Linked DNA regions of Mus musculus: region 2 is linked to region 1. A link is a contact called in public HiChIP or PLAC-seq data. All regions are on one chromosome and are shown on one strand. Each heading gives the region's core, a stretch centred on a gene start, on an enhancer-like site or on the middle of the called end of the contact. The rest is flanking DNA. Distances are from core to core; before and after follow the strand shown.

Region 1 (4,146 bases), core at 598-3,097:
TCTCCCATCTAACGTTCCGGGCCTGCCTCTCAAGTCTGTTCGTAACTTCAGAAAGCTCTCAGGCCCCCAAACTCAACGGATCAACGTCAAAACAAATTAAACACAGGAGGCCTCTTGTAAACTATGCCTCTGCCCAGGATGAGCCTGGCTTTTCTTTCCATTATGTAAATTCCATTAACAAAAACTTCTAAAAGGAGAAGCCGTGGGGAGGATTATTAAAGATGAATGATGCTTTCAAAGGCAGGTCAAGGTCTAAATCCCTAAAGCAGGATCTTCTCCACTATGGCCCTCACGGAAGACTCCTAGGAACGTTCCCTTTGGGGGCTTCTCTGAGTTCCTGTTGACTTCAGTGATTAATGGCTTGCCCTTTGAAAAAAGCAACAAAATAAGAAAAACAATAAAACCTCACTACGGAGATAGAGTAGGATCCAGCTGAAGGAGCGCTGCCTCTAATGTAACTCGAACATAAGTAGGAACTAGCTAAGCTTGTCAGCAACTAGAGAGGAAAAGGCTGTACGTCTAATATAAGCTGAGATTAGGTTTGGTGAGAATATATTTCTGTTAATTTGTTGACTAAGATTGCTCCTAATTAGGTCCTGTTCCCAGGACTAAAGAAGGCATCCCTGGCTCACAGCGCATCCGGCTCATTCCCATATAAAAGAACATGCCTTTAGCAGGCCATTCCCAGGGAGCAGCAGGGTCCCAGCCATGGTCCTGTGCTGCTTTGTGTTTATCAGGGAAAGACCTAATTCTGACAGGCAGAGATGCAGGCAGGCAGGCAGGCAGGCGGTCCTGACCCTGGGTAAGAACTACCAGAAAAGAACAATACCGGTTCACTTCAAAAGTAATCGTGACAGTATCTTTGCTGTGTAAATCTTCTACTTGTTGGAACAGCCAGACTCGAAGTCTTTTGTCTCCGCTTAACAGTTTAAAGTCAGGACCTAAAAGAGACTCAAAGAGGATAGCCTGTGTGGAACATTGAGTATTTATAGAAACTGCTAACATTGTCTGTTCATGGCTACTTTCCCTAGGAGGTTAGGCAGAAACAGGCCAGCCTTATTAAAGAGCCATTTCCCTCATCCCCTGGCTGTTCGGAGTGATTCTCATGTGTGTGTGTGTGTGTGTGTGTGTGTGTGTGTGTGTGTGTGGTGGGGTGGGAGAGGGGGTTCTTAACCGACCATCCCCTGTGTGCTTCAGTAGCTGACACTCACGCACCATCTAACGTGTTACCGTGGAGCACATTGTTCATTGTCCCAAGGCACAGTTGGGCCTTGTGTTGTACAGGAGATAAGTTCGGGGCTTTGAGCCATCATTTGTGATTACACGAAGTTCAGAGTTGCCTGACTGGCATTTCTGGAATTGTTGAAGACGAGATTCTTAGGAAGAGTTTGAAAGCCTAAGCATTTTGAGGCAAAATTGCATAATGAGAGAGAGAGAAAAAAAGGACCCACCTATCCTTGCCTTTGTGATTTAAAAACAAACAAAAGACAACAAATAAAAACAAAAAATTGGGCTTGCTGAACATGAAGCCTGCAAGTCACCTGCAGTTTTTTATGGGAGTGACCAAGTTAAGAACAAACACTTCAAGAACAGTGCTATCCACCAAGCATGGTGCTTTCAAATTATCTAAGAATTTGAGAGAGGAGAGTCTCTGCTTTGTAAAGTGTATAATATAGCCTGCCTACGGCAAAGGATGTACTCTATAAATTTATAAAAACAACAGCTCATGAATAAACAATGGACTTAATGCAAGTGCCTCAGGCTAGAGAGTGGATTCCGAGCCAGCCCCACCCTACCCACTCCTCCGCACACTGCAGGAGCAGCCACTTCTGTGCAAAGTCCAGTGTCCTTCAGCTAGAACTTGAAGGGCATTGTGTTTCCCTGGCCTCCGAGGCAAGGGTGTGGTGAAATCTAGTGAGGAGGAGGAAGACACAGGCACTGTTGTCCTGAAGTAACAAAGCAGAACAATAACAGATGTGACTTCTGGGACCCTGCTTTAGTCCCACGGTCAGGTTTAATGGCAGTGTTGACAGGTAGCTGGCTGTCCCTGTGTGTTTAGAGCTCAAAGATACCTCAAGTCAGGGGGACTCAACTGGCTTCCAGGTCTAAGATTTCACAAAAACCGAGTCCTGACTTCTGCTCACTGCTTCCCAGAGCATTGGTCCCACATGCATTTTGAGCCACTGGGAAGGATACTGAAAGTGGAGGGGGCTGGGTCCTTACACAGAGAACTGCTTCCCTTGGTGGACAGCTGCTTCTAGTGCCTTCTCAGGGAAAAGAGAGAAAGGTGATAGGTTAGTTCTTTGCCGCTGGTGAAATGAGCCAATTCAAACCAGATTAGATTAGATCATATTAAAGGCAGGTTTATTGGGAATTGAGGCCAGAGGAGTTGCCATTGGGAGGGATGGGGGACAGAGAAAGAGAGAAAGGGTATGAGCATAGAGAGAAGAGAGAGAGAGGAAAGGAATAGAGACCAACATGTCTGGATTATTATATAGGGAGGAGCCTCTGGGGTGGAAAGTTCAGGGTTGGGGGCAGGGTGTACCAGGTAGGAACTGAGGAATGCTGGGAGAACCTGGAGGCCTAGTCTGCTTTGGTATGTAAGTTATGCACTTCAGTCTCTTGTTCCAGGTCCTGAAACCAAAGGAAGGAAGGAAGGAAGGAAGGAAGGAAGGAAGGAAGGAAGGAAGGAAGGGAGGGAGGGAGGGAGGGAGGGAGGGAGGGAGGGAGGGAGGATCCAAAAGATATCAGTACTCATCCAGGTGTTAGATTAGAGCTAGATTGCTCAGTGAAGTTTTCTAACTTATTCATTCACTTCAAAAAAAATTGTTCACTAGGCAATTTGAGGTGACATTTCTGCTATAACTTTTTTGTTTGTTTTATTTTCCTGAGTTGAGGATAGAACCTCATGGATACTCATGGGTACTCATGGGTGTCATGGGTACTAAGTGAAGACTCTACTAACAGGTCACATCTCAGCCCTCCATCTTTCTTAAGGTGTGCTAACAAGTTGATTCTAATTCATCTTCATACTGAGATGAAATGTGCTAGCCAGCAGATCCCCAAAGCCCTCACCAAAGAAATCAAGATGTCCCAAGACTCGATCCCATGACTTAGGATCCTATCTATGGCTTAAGTCACAGTGGCTGGGTGTCACAGGTGACCTAGAGTCTGTCAGACCAGCACCCAGCAAGTGGCTCAGGAGATGACTTTGTCAACTTCATGGTGATCTGGCAAGCTGTTTGTTAAATTAAATGTAACTATTATTGCAAATAAACTGATGCAAACTTATAGTTAATTAGATTTTACTGAAAGTCAATGTAACTACTCCAAATCCATCTCTTAAGTATTTTAATGCAGTCATGCTTGGCTTCAAGGCTGTTTACAACTATGTTAGCTGCATAATGGAATTTCTGTGTCTCAACATGGAGCACACCCTTCTCCTATCTTTTCTTGTAAAAAATGTATTGTATTGTATTGTATTGTATTGTATTGTATTGTATTGTATTGTATTGTATTGTATTGTACTGTATTGCTTTGTATTGCTTTGTATTGTAATGTATTGTATTGTACTGTATTGTATCGATTATGGGCCTGTGTGTGGGTTTGGCCACATGAGTGCAGTGCCCAGAGAGATCAGAGCTGGATTTACAGTCAGTTGTCAGCTGCCCTCCATTGGTACTGGGATCCAAACTAGGGTCCTCTGCAAGAGCTGCAAGGGCAGTGTGCATGCTCTTAATTACTAAGCCATATCCACAGCCCAGTGATTTAGCCCAGACTGACTTCAAAGTGGAAATCTCCTGGCCTCTACCCTACTGGCACGAGCTACTATAACCATCACTGTCCTTTTGTCTTTGCATTTGATGTTCTTAGTGAACAATATCAGCACTACAAGAGTCAGCTAAGGCTGTAAACCAAAGCTACTCCACCATCACCACCACCCAAAATCTGGTTGCCAAGACACTTACTAGCACACAGCTGTCCCCATTCTTCCTCCAGACAATCACAGCACGGGCTTTGTATTCTGCATTCTGGAGCCACGTCTCCACACTCAGATACTGAACTCCCTCCTGGTACCAGTTCCTACGTAGGATTCGTGTTTCCTTGTAGTCAACTCTACCCTCCCTCCTCTTCTCAGCTGCAGTG
Region 2 (3,853 bases), core at 947-3,446, 220 kb after region 1:
TTCAGTGGGACCAGTTACCAGAAGCAGAATCCCAGAATCCCAGCCTCTGGCTATGTGAACTCGCGGGTGACCTAGAAAATGGAGTACCATGCCAGAGAGAAAAGAAGGCCCCATGAAAGAAACAACAGAAGCCTATCCTCAGAAATGGCCCCCGCTCAGCCCTCAAAGCACCTGATTGGCTCTCCATTCCTCTGATAACTATGATGCCTGAGGAGGCTCATCCCAGAGGCATTAGGACTTCCAAAGCCAGCCAGGGTGAAAAAGGAAGCAGATACAGGGCCCAGGCCACAGTGGAAGAGAGGGCAGCCTCAAAGTAGGTGTCTTTTGTGTTCTGAGAACGGTGGAGTTACATTGGATTCATGGATAGAATATGGCAGAAAGTGTCTTCGGGGAGGAACAGGGTGGGAGGTATTATGTGACTTTTTCTGTTCATGTGGGGAGACATGAACCCCAGGTAGGGTACCATCGACAGAGCAGAGAAGCAATTCCACCCAAGCTTTAGGTGGGTGAACCAGTGGGCTTCCTGTGCTTTACTTACAAGAGCATGCTCCTTATAGAAGCATAGATGACTCAAAGCCAGCCCCAGCACGGGACTCGCCAGAGGGGCATCTTTGGAACGCCATGTACAGCTCTGGCTCCTGCAAAGAGTCTCCTCTCTCAAGCAATTTCTAATAGTATATTGCCCCGGGGAGAGCCTTATGAGTCCTGTAACTTTCTCTCTCCATCTAGGAGAGGGTGCATTGAAAGGTCTTTCCTTCAAAGAGAGGGTGCAATTGGGAGGTGACACCTACTACACAAATGGAATCAAGTCAGAATAGAGGTGAGGCCAGGGGACCCAATGTGGTATTCAGAAAATCAGAGCCTAAATCAGAGATTAGCACGCTCTGTAGACAGAGTGGGGGACTGGGCACTGGACTAAAATTAACAGGCAGAGGAGAGCACCTGGCAGGAAGCCCCCACTCCAAGACACCTTTAGCATAGCCAAAATTACCTCAAAAACACAGAGGATCTCCCTAGCACTGCGCCTGGTCAGCCAGACAAGGTCAGACAGGCATCCCAGAAAACATGTGGAAAACACTGACCAATCAGCACCGACTGGAGGAGAAACAAGAAAAATAAGTTGAAATCTACCATAACCAGAAAACACACTAAGGATCTAGCAATAACAATAGAGGTGCTTTATTAAGAAAATATGTTTCTCCTGGCTGTGAGTTCAGGATATGATGATCTAGGGAGGGTTGTATCAGGGAATAAAATGGAAACCAGAAGAGGAGACCTGGTATGGACCTTCAGCCTATGGGCAAACACAGTTGAGTGCACACCTCATGTATATACCATATACAGACACACATAAAATCAAATTGAAAGGTTTAATTAGATTCCATATATAAAAACGAAGTGAAGGCAAAAGCTTAATTCTCAGGCACAGACAGACTCTCTGGAGGATAGGGAGGAAATAGTTAAAGGAGGGGGGTTGGAGGGGAAGACAGCAGGTAAACAGGCTATTGTATGCTCTGAAAACGCCTTCTCAGCCATCACACACCTGCTCAGGATCAGCACAGGCAGCCGTTAAACTTGGACCATTTTGGAGAGAAACACAAGGGAGCCAACTACCGTCCCCTCCCAGACCTCCAATTAAGCGTGGCATCTGCTGAGTCATGAGGTCAGAGCACTCCTCCAAGCAAAAGTGCAGACACCGCCCAAAGTACCTGCGTGCCTGGGAGCTGTGGAAACTAGGAGAGGCACGGGGCGGTTTCTGTGACCAAGCCTGGGCAGGATATAAAAACTCAGCACAGAAGCAGGTCTAACGCGCAGGCAAGGAAGCTTCTGGAAGCCGGATAGGAAAGACATTTCTCCGAGTTGCATTAAGGAAAAACCAACCCCTACCCTCACCCTTGCCCCTGTCTGTCTCTGTCTCTCTAATTTCTGACAATAAAACATTTTCTCTGATTCGACAAGTTTTCTCCCTTCTTTACAGTTCTGCCTGGCTTTCTTTTGCTATGATAAAAACCAAAACTAAAAGCAACTTGGAAGTGAAAGGGTCTGTTCCCCTTACCTCTCTGCGGTTCCCAGTTTTGCTTCTGATTTCAAAGCGGTTACTCCACCCCCAACCTGAAACTCAGTGTTCCGATGTTCCTTCTCTGTTCCTGAATAAGGAAGCCTCGTGGTGCCAAGTCTAGGTGTGGACTCTTAACTGAGGCCATTTTGTTCTAGTGACCCTGGAGGGCGAACTCCATCTTTAACTCAAAAAACATCTGTCTTTCTTCGTCTCCCTTTTGGTTTCGACCTCCTGAAGTGCACGAGGTCTCCCCCTCTCCGGGCTGCTCACACCTCTTCCCTTCCTTTCCCCTCCATCTCTTTTTCAGACCATTGGCTTCTATCTCAGTAGCGGGGATGTTTCTCAGGCTCCTGGTCTACTCAGCCAGCAGCGCTCCATTTCTTCAGCATCAGATATGGTACTCACTGCCTTCCCATGCCCACGGTCCTCAACTCCAGCTCCTTGGCGGCTTTCCCACTCAGGAACCCTCTGTGGGTTCCCTCCCCTCCTCAGCAAACACTCTTGTTTTTTGTTTTTTGTTTTTTGTTTTTTCTGAAATTGCAGGTGACTTTCTATCCCTAATTCTTAGAGGCAGCAGGCTCTGGTGGTTCACTGTCAAGAAACTAGATGGATTCTGACACATGTGATCTAAGTTCCTTCCTTTAAGTGCCTTCTGGACTCCGTGAAATTTAAAGGCAAGTAAAACAAATAAATTTTCCCAGGCCACCTCAGACATATGTATCCTGTAGAGACCAGTGAGGGAGATGGAGCCTCGCTATAGTGACCCAGGGCATCGTCTAATAGAGATTTTTTGTGCTGGATTTCTTCTCACGCCCACAGCCAGCGCTAGAACACAATAACCAAAATATCTTGATTCATCCAAAAATAATCTTCACCTCAAAAGCCATTTTTAATTGGCAGATAAAATTGTATAAATTATCATGTACTGCATGCCATTCCAAAGTATATACACATTGTGCAATGAATAATTTGGTTAATTAATGTATGTGTTGTTTTGCATAGTTAGTATTTGAAGTGAGACTATATAAACTCTTAGCATTTTCTGAGAACATAATATGTATATTAACTATTACTATACTGGTGCTGTAGCGTGTGGTAAGTCTCTTGAAGTTACTCTTTATGTCCAATCATGTTTGTCTTCCTCCACTGACACTCCCCAAAGTTCCTCCTTCAACAATCCAGTCACCGTTCTACTCTTTCTCTGTCTCTCTCTGTCTCTGTCTCTCTCTATATGTGTGTGCATGTGCGTGTGTGTGTGTGTGTGTGTGTGTATTGAACTCATATTTTTTAGATTCCACACATCACTGAGGTCATGATGTATTTGCCTTTCTTTGTCTAACCTCTTCATATACCATAATGTCAGGTTCATTTAAATTGTCTCAAATGTTAGGATTGCCTTTCTTAGGGCTGAATAGTATATTCAATTGTGTATATATGTCCTGTTTTCCTTATGCATATTGCATTGATGGACACAGGTTGGTTGCACAACCAGTGTGAATAGTGAACAGTACTGCAGTGACCTCTCTCTCTCTCTCTCTCTCTCTCTCTTTCTCTCTCTCTCTCTTTCTCTCTCTCTCTGGGTGTGTGTGTGTCTGTGTGTGTGTGTGTGTGTTATTAATAGATGATATGATGGTTCTATATTTCGTTTTCTAGGGATAATTTCCCAATGCAAAATTATCTTAACTTATGAAAAGCAACTAATGAATATAATACTATGTTTCTTTACTGTAAGGGAAAGACCTGCACACTTTTGTATAAGTTGCTTTTTCTGTTTTCATCTGATGTCATATGTCC

The links. HiChIP or PLAC-seq counts read pairs in DNA pulled down with a chosen protein or histone mark.
Region 2: a contact with region 1 is called in an H3K27ac HiChIP or PLAC-seq map of embryonic stem cells, with 6 read pairs. The contact joins the promoter of 1700067G17Rik here to the enhancer-like site in region 1. A contact is called at or near these places in 3 of 39 promoter capture datasets (the 3T3-L1 cell line, embryonic stem cells and liver), 2 of 484 Hi-C or Micro-C datasets (frontal cortex and nephron progenitors), 8 of 115 datasets of contacts at active chromatin or transcription factors (embryonic stem cells and extraembryonic endoderm stem cells) and 1 of 9 other capture datasets (embryonic stem cells).

The regions. Positions count from the first base shown.
Region 1 is chr1:88,798,799-88,802,944 of GRCm38.p6, forward strand. No RefSeq gene overlaps it. Among named protein-coding and RNA genes, the nearest start is that of Platr5, 46 kb to the left of the region's middle. Within about 2 kb of position 1,848, at least 28 of the 459 cell types and tissues checked have an H3K27ac peak or open chromatin away from gene starts, as enhancers often do. A contact at or near this core is called in embryonic stem cells and extraembryonic endoderm stem cells, where this site is marked.
Region 2 is chr1:89,013,917-89,017,769 of GRCm38.p6, forward strand. It overlaps 1700067G17Rik (RIKEN cDNA 1700067G17 gene), which reads left to right and starts at 2,197. Exons shown (of 3, transcript NR_040471.1): 1 at 2,197-2,456; 2 at 2,630-2,733. It overlaps Gm34194 (a long non-coding RNA gene), which reads right to left and starts at 2,262. Exons shown (of 9, transcript XR_003947921.1): 1 at 2,057-2,262.